Regions from separate parts of the Cyprinus carpio genome. Here region 2 is linked to region 1. Evidence: chromatin contacts called from public Hi-C data. All regions are on one chromosome and are shown on one strand. The core of a region is the stretch at or near the end of the contact, and the rest is flanking DNA. Distances in the headings are between cores, read along the strand shown.

Evidence for each region. A called contact is a pair of places that touch in the nucleus more often than the background predicts.
Region 2: a contact with region 1 is called in a Hi-C map of skeletal muscle, with 2.3 times the contacts expected there. The contact joins the enhancer-like site here to the promoter of LOC109091772 in region 1. A contact is called at or near these places in 2 of 8 Hi-C or Micro-C datasets (liver and skeletal muscle).

The regions. Positions count from the first base shown.
Region 1 is chrA2:15,567,077-15,570,454 of ASM1834038v1, reverse strand. LOC109091772 (transcriptional regulator Myc-B-like) reads right to left here and starts at 1,353. Exons shown (of 5, transcript XM_042775168.1): 1 at 1,136-1,353; 2 at 216-879. The coding sequence starts at 870.
Region 2 is chrA2:15,621,055-15,624,046 of ASM1834038v1, reverse strand. No RefSeq gene overlaps it. Among protein-coding and RNA genes, the nearest start is that of LOC109091229, 48 kb to the left of the region's middle. Within about 2 kb of position 1,511, at least 3 of the 8 cell types and tissues checked have an H3K27ac peak or open chromatin away from gene starts, as enhancers often do. A contact at or near this core is called in skeletal muscle, where this site is marked.

The DNA of each region.
Region 1 (3,378 bases), core at 104-2,603:
TGGCGTAGCATGGCGTGCAGTGGGCGTGTGCGACACTTTACGCAGTTGACGCTACAATCTAGGATTAACGCTTTAACCACCAGATCATTTTGTTAAAAAAAAATAAAAAATACACAGCAACAATTACAGCTTATAAACCGAACCTTATTTAAAAGTATAAGCTGACCAGTCAAACGAGTACATTAATCAGCATTAAAAAGCAGTCTGTTACTCACCGGAGTCACTGTCACTGCTGCTGCAGCTACTCCCACTGTTTGGTGGAGTATCCAGTGGCAGTGTTGTGGAAATCGGTGTGGATGACGGTTTACACGGTTTTGAGCTGTCAGTCAACGAAAAAGGAAACACTACTGACGGGTCAATGCACTGTGAGGCAGGGGTGCTCATGTCCTGAAGGTAGCTGACGTTAGGGCTGGACCGACAGCTTTCCACAGAGTCGCTCCTGGAAGACTCTTTCCTCGCCGCCTGCAGCGACGCTAATCTCTCCGACACCACCTTCTCCAGCTTAGCCGCGGCGGAGAAACCGCTCCACATACAGTCCTGAATGATAATCGACTTCAGAAAAGACTGGGAGTAGTCCGCGTCGCAAATAAAGCTGTGGTTGACCACGTCGTCCCCGAGAAACTCCGAAACCATTTCCAGCTGGTCGGCCGTGGAGGGGAAGGGGTCTGACAGCGAGGGACGCCGGCTCGGGGAGAGCGGCGGAGTGGGGAGCAGTTCAAATTTCTTCCATATATCCTCACTGGGCGCCGGTGGCTGTCCGTGCTGGTGGTTATAGAAATCCTCATCCTCGTTGTCGAAATAGAAATAGGGCTGGTAGGAGTCGTAGTCGTAATCATAATTTTTACTCGCCATACTTGAATTCAGCGGCATGGTGGATGCCTGTGAAGAATATATTATGGTTAAAATCATCTTAAGCCTGAACTGTGTAGCTGTCTTACAAACTCATCAACTTACTAAACGTGTTACGTATTAATACAGAACACAAGTCATGTAAACTTAAATCAAAATATCTAAATTCTAAGAATATATAGTCTTAATCTTATGGTCCAAATGGATAATGACCAATAGTTCGCCAAATATATAAATAGATAAAAACGTAAAGAATGAGAATAAATCTTAGTTTAGACAGACTTACCGTAGCCGTGGTGAAACTGAATGAAAACTGACAATATGGTCAGATGTCAGTTTGTGTGAACTATTAAGTGAATGTAAGTCCAAAGTGGGAGTGGGTCGCGCCGCTCAACCTGCTTACTTCTGCGACTGCGGCACCCGAGCGGCTGCTTGTCATTTACTGCAAGATTTCGAACAGCTGCTCCCGCGGGTTTTAATACTACGGATTGTTTTCCCCCTCCCTTACTCTAGATATTCATGCGCCGTTCCCGCCAAATGTGCACTGCGTAGAAAGATGAACAGAACACAAACGTTTCTTGTTAGTTATTCTAGTAACACACGTCAATGCACTGACAATGTATGCAGCAATGAAAAAAGATATGACGTTATTTAATGAAAACGAGTCACACATGGAACTACTTGCCATCGCGGACTTATTCCGGGCGGAGCTTCGATGCACATTGAGTTGTGCAGGAGGATGATTCCGAGAATCTGTGGCTTGTAGTAGCCTACACCTGAACCCAGCGCCTCACAGTTTACAAGTTCCCCTCACAGCTGTCTGTGTTGTGTGTCAAAGGGGCGATTTTATTTACAACCACAGATATGTAATTGTTAAATAAAAATAAATCCGCAGACGTCCTAATTATCCAAATTAATTATGTTTGATAATTACATTAAAGCACTACGACGATTATTTTCGAGAATGAGAATTATTCCATTTTATTGTACTGTACTGTTTATTGTTAATTAATGCAGTTACTGTCGTTATTTGCGTAATCATCACCATCACCATAAGCGTTATTATAAAATAAATGAAGATTAGAGTCAGTTTTGTTACTGATTATCGAAATAATTCTTATATAGTGTTTGATCTTGACCTGATGGATGAAAGAGCAAGCGTTCTTGATTTATTCTCTCAGAAGTGGTTAGTATTCCCTCTGGTGGCCATCTGTTATTTAATTTTTTATATTTTTATACAATCTATGACTTTAACTCAATTGAGTGATATTAATTCTTATCTCTCTGAGACAAACATTGAGTTTATATGCATTAATTAAGCTCTTAAATTGAGTATTATATTAAACAGGCTTCAATTTACTTTTAAGAGGATTTTTAACTGGTATTTATTTGTGTCCTGGGAACTATTTCTGATCTTTATGGGATTTAGAATTGTTGAATAAATTGATTTAATTATTGCACTTGTATAATCCTTAATAACCCTTAATTGTCTTGTGTTCAAAATATTTTATAATGTATTGTATAGACACAATAAATAAAATAACATACGTTTCAAAGCTTGGAGTCAGTAAGATTTTTTGTTTGTGATAGAAATCTCTTCTGCTCACCAAGGCTGAATGTATTTTCAAAAATACAGTAAAACAGTAATATTGTGAAGTATTACTACAATAAGGAAAACTTTCTATTTTAATATTTGACTTTTTTTAAAAAATGTAATTTATTTCTGTAATGGCATCATTACTCCAGTCTTTAGCGTGGTCTTTCACAAATCATTCCACTATGCTGAATTTGATGCTCAAGATTTATTTCTTATTATCAAACAGTTGTACTGATCTTCTGGGAACCAACAGATTTGCTTTACTACCAGACATTCAACTCGACCCATCTTAATTTGCAAAATGCCAAAGGCCAATGTTTAGTCATGAGAGAGGTTTCTTGGTGTGAGAGAGTGCTGAGGGAAGAGGGCAGAGTTGAGCTTTCACACTGGGGTTACTATTAAAGGTTTTTTCTCAGAGCCAAGTGTGCACAAGGGAAAGGCTGACCCCATGGGAATGCACTGTACCATACATACTGTAGCGTTGGATCTTCTGCACTTCATTGTGGGTGGAGACCAAGCGTTTCTGTTTAATCACAGTTCATCATATTCACACGTCAGATATTTGTCAGTGTTTGCCAGGTTACATGATCAAATATAGCTCAAATGGTAATATGTACAGTAGGGAAAATGTTAGGATTAAACTGGAACACTGAATCAAGTTAAACAGGGATAGTTCAGGCAAACATAAAAACTATGTCACTGTTTATGCACCCTCGTCACTCTAAACCTGAATGACATTCATGTCATTCTACTGTAAAACACAAAATAATATATTTTCTAGAATGTTTTAACTGTTGTTGATCATACAATGAAAATCAATGGGGTCCAAAATAACACTGGACCCTTATGACTGCCATTATATGGACAAAAACACTGATACTTATTCAAAATATCAGTATTATTAGCAAAAAAATCTAGGAAATCTACAAAAA
Region 2 (2,992 bases), core at 262-2,761, 53 kb before region 1:
CATCATTGTCTCAAAAAGCTCTCGAAATCCATTCCACATGAATCTGTGGGGAACCATTACAGAGATGAAAGACGGGAAGCGTGTAGAATTTTAATGCCTCCTACATGTTACTGAAAATCACATTCCATCTGGAATTTCAAAATCAGGGGTCTGTTACTGGATGGGACCAGCCTGGACATGTCTGTGGATCAGTGCTGGAAATGATGAGCGCAGCATTCTGACAGAGCGAGGCGTGACATGGGGGTGGGTGCTAATGTTAATCCTGCTATTGTCATTCTACGGCTGGCTGAATTTGCTCAGCAGAAATGTCACCTTAAATATGCATACGATTCCCTTCTTTTTTCCAAATGCTCACTGTTTATTGAGAGCTATGGGACTATTGTGAAGGGACTACTTCAAAAGAGTGTTGAGCAACTGATGTAAGAATATGGACTGTCTGATCTATCAACGGTTATCTATCTATCTATCATCCATCCATCAAAACAAGAATTTCAAGGTAAAAGCTAGTAATCTCTATATATCTATCATCCATCTATTCATCCCTCTTACTATACATACATTCATCTGTCTGTCTGTCTGCCTATGCACCCATACATCCACCTATATAAAAACAAGCATTTCAATGTAAAAGTTAATAATCTCTCTCTCTCTCTCTCTCTCTCTCTCTATATATATATATATATCCTCAATCCATCAATCTGCCAATGAATTTAAAGTCATTTGAATTCTACTGGTTTAAATTCCTTAAAAAAAGAAAGAAAAAAAAGTCATTTCAATGCAATTCTGAATGTTGCACATCCCTGGTATTCAGGCAACAATTTGACCTTGGCTACATCTCCACTGTCACGGCCAGTGTGAAGCAACAGTATCCTTCCCTGTCAAATTCAAGGCAAGTACAGCACAATCAAAATGGAACTTGGCCAAATGTTACGTCAAAGTATGAAAATGTGTGTTCATTAAGTTAGAATAAAAACATTATTTAATAAGCAAAACATTTACCAAATAGAAAAATCAACATAGACCACAACAATCAAAGCCATTCTCGTCTTTGTTTTACAACTTTCTTGGGGCAAAAAGCACTTTTGCCCCTTTCACTAAATAGGCTGTTTATAATTCAAAGCATACACTTTTCCTGGTCATATATCGTCTAGCTGTACTGTTGCTGTGTTTTCTTTTCACTGTAGGGTTATATAATGTGAGTGAGGGCCTCTGGGTTTGGCTGAGGTCCAGTCCCACACAGGCCTCTCTGTGCTGCTTTTTCCTGGATCCCTCCAGCTGCCTTTTCACCCCAGCAGCTGACTCCCTCACATGCCTCTCTGTTCCTAATGAGGTCTTTCTGGAAAAGAATTGTGCCGCTTTCTTGTTTTACTTCTTTCTTTTCCTCACACACTTTCTCTCGTTCTCTCTTTCCAACTGCCCCCAAGCCATTTGTTATCCTTGTTTTGGCTGCAGAACAGGGCAAGTCCAGCTGACACACACCTGCTTAGTGGCTGTGAACAGGACAGCTTTAGAAACAGCGAAACAAGGGCTTTCTAAGTGGGCCAAATCTATCCAAATAGAAACAGAGGACTTTTTGATGCATAAGGACACAGCAGCTTTTTATCAGCTGAGCTGCGTTTATCAGTCCAACTGCCATATGCCCCAGTAAAGAGTGTTTATCGGATTGCTGACAGCCTGTGTAGAAATTACAATTCAAAACTGAAATGTGTTAGCCTACTCAGTTTTGCAAATCCTTGATTCCTTTCTGTTCATCATGGCCTAAAACACTTAATGTAAAACCTAATCATGTGCAACGAATTGGCAAAGAACATTAATCTGGCTCAGTTCCAGATGTTAATAGGAAGCTACACCAATTTTATCCAGTGTTCTAATTAAAATGTGACTTGCACCAAGTGTTAAAATCTCTGAGGGAATCATTAGAATGGGGCTGAAATTAACCTAAAACCCGTCCTTCTATCCATCAACATAGCACACAACCAACTTTTTTTTTTTCCCACAAGGTACTGTATCACTGAAAATGACTGAGGTTCACTTTACTGATCTAAAGCTAAAATAGCTCACATCTCTGAAAACATCAAAGCAATTTTTCAAACAGGTGCTGTCTTTATAAATAAACCTCTGCTGCCATGAAAAATGCTACAAGTGGATTATATATATATATATATATTACATATATTATTATATAAAAACATCTGCTTAACAATAAATTGAGAGAAATCTACATTTATAGGTATTCAAAACAATACAAAAGCTCAAACACATCCCAAATGCTTTTATGTACGTACAAAAATGTCTGTACATTTAAGGACTTAAACACTGACATAAATTCATTATTTTACCTGTGTGTGGGAATTTTGAAAGGTATTTTTAGTTGTCCAGAGAGACTATTGATGGTGCATACATCAGAGAAGCATCAAACGCATTCATGCAGAAAATGCTCGGTGGCAGACTCGAGCAGTGCGGAGATATTACAAGTGACTTTGAAAAAGCTAATACTCCATATCACACTACAGTGGCACAGATACACTGACAGCCCGGCTATTTTAGGCAACACAAATAAAGAGCAGGTCAACTGCGGGTGTGTGGAGGGAACTGTCAGCTCGGAAAGACAATTGGGTTTGATGGAAGTGCTGGTCCCAGCTGGGTGTAGGAATACCGGGGAGATGGAGAAATAGGAAGAGATGGTGAGACTGGTAAGAGAAAAGAAAATGGAGATGGGGGAGAGATCAGGGACAGGATCAGCAGGAAACAGCTGAGGCAGAAGGTACGGTCATCCATCACATCCTGACTAACTGGTTCAGGTGCTCCACATCCTCCCAGACATGTTAGATAAATGATGGGCTCTCGGGCCGAAGGGGCTTAGAAACGGGAGTTTTAGGTCCCAGTGGATTCATACCACCTAGTGACCAGCCATTTTTTTGAATTTTCAGTTTTTTGGGGGCAACTGGGTAAATTTAAAGGGGGAACTATGTTGATGTGACAGCGCTGCTAC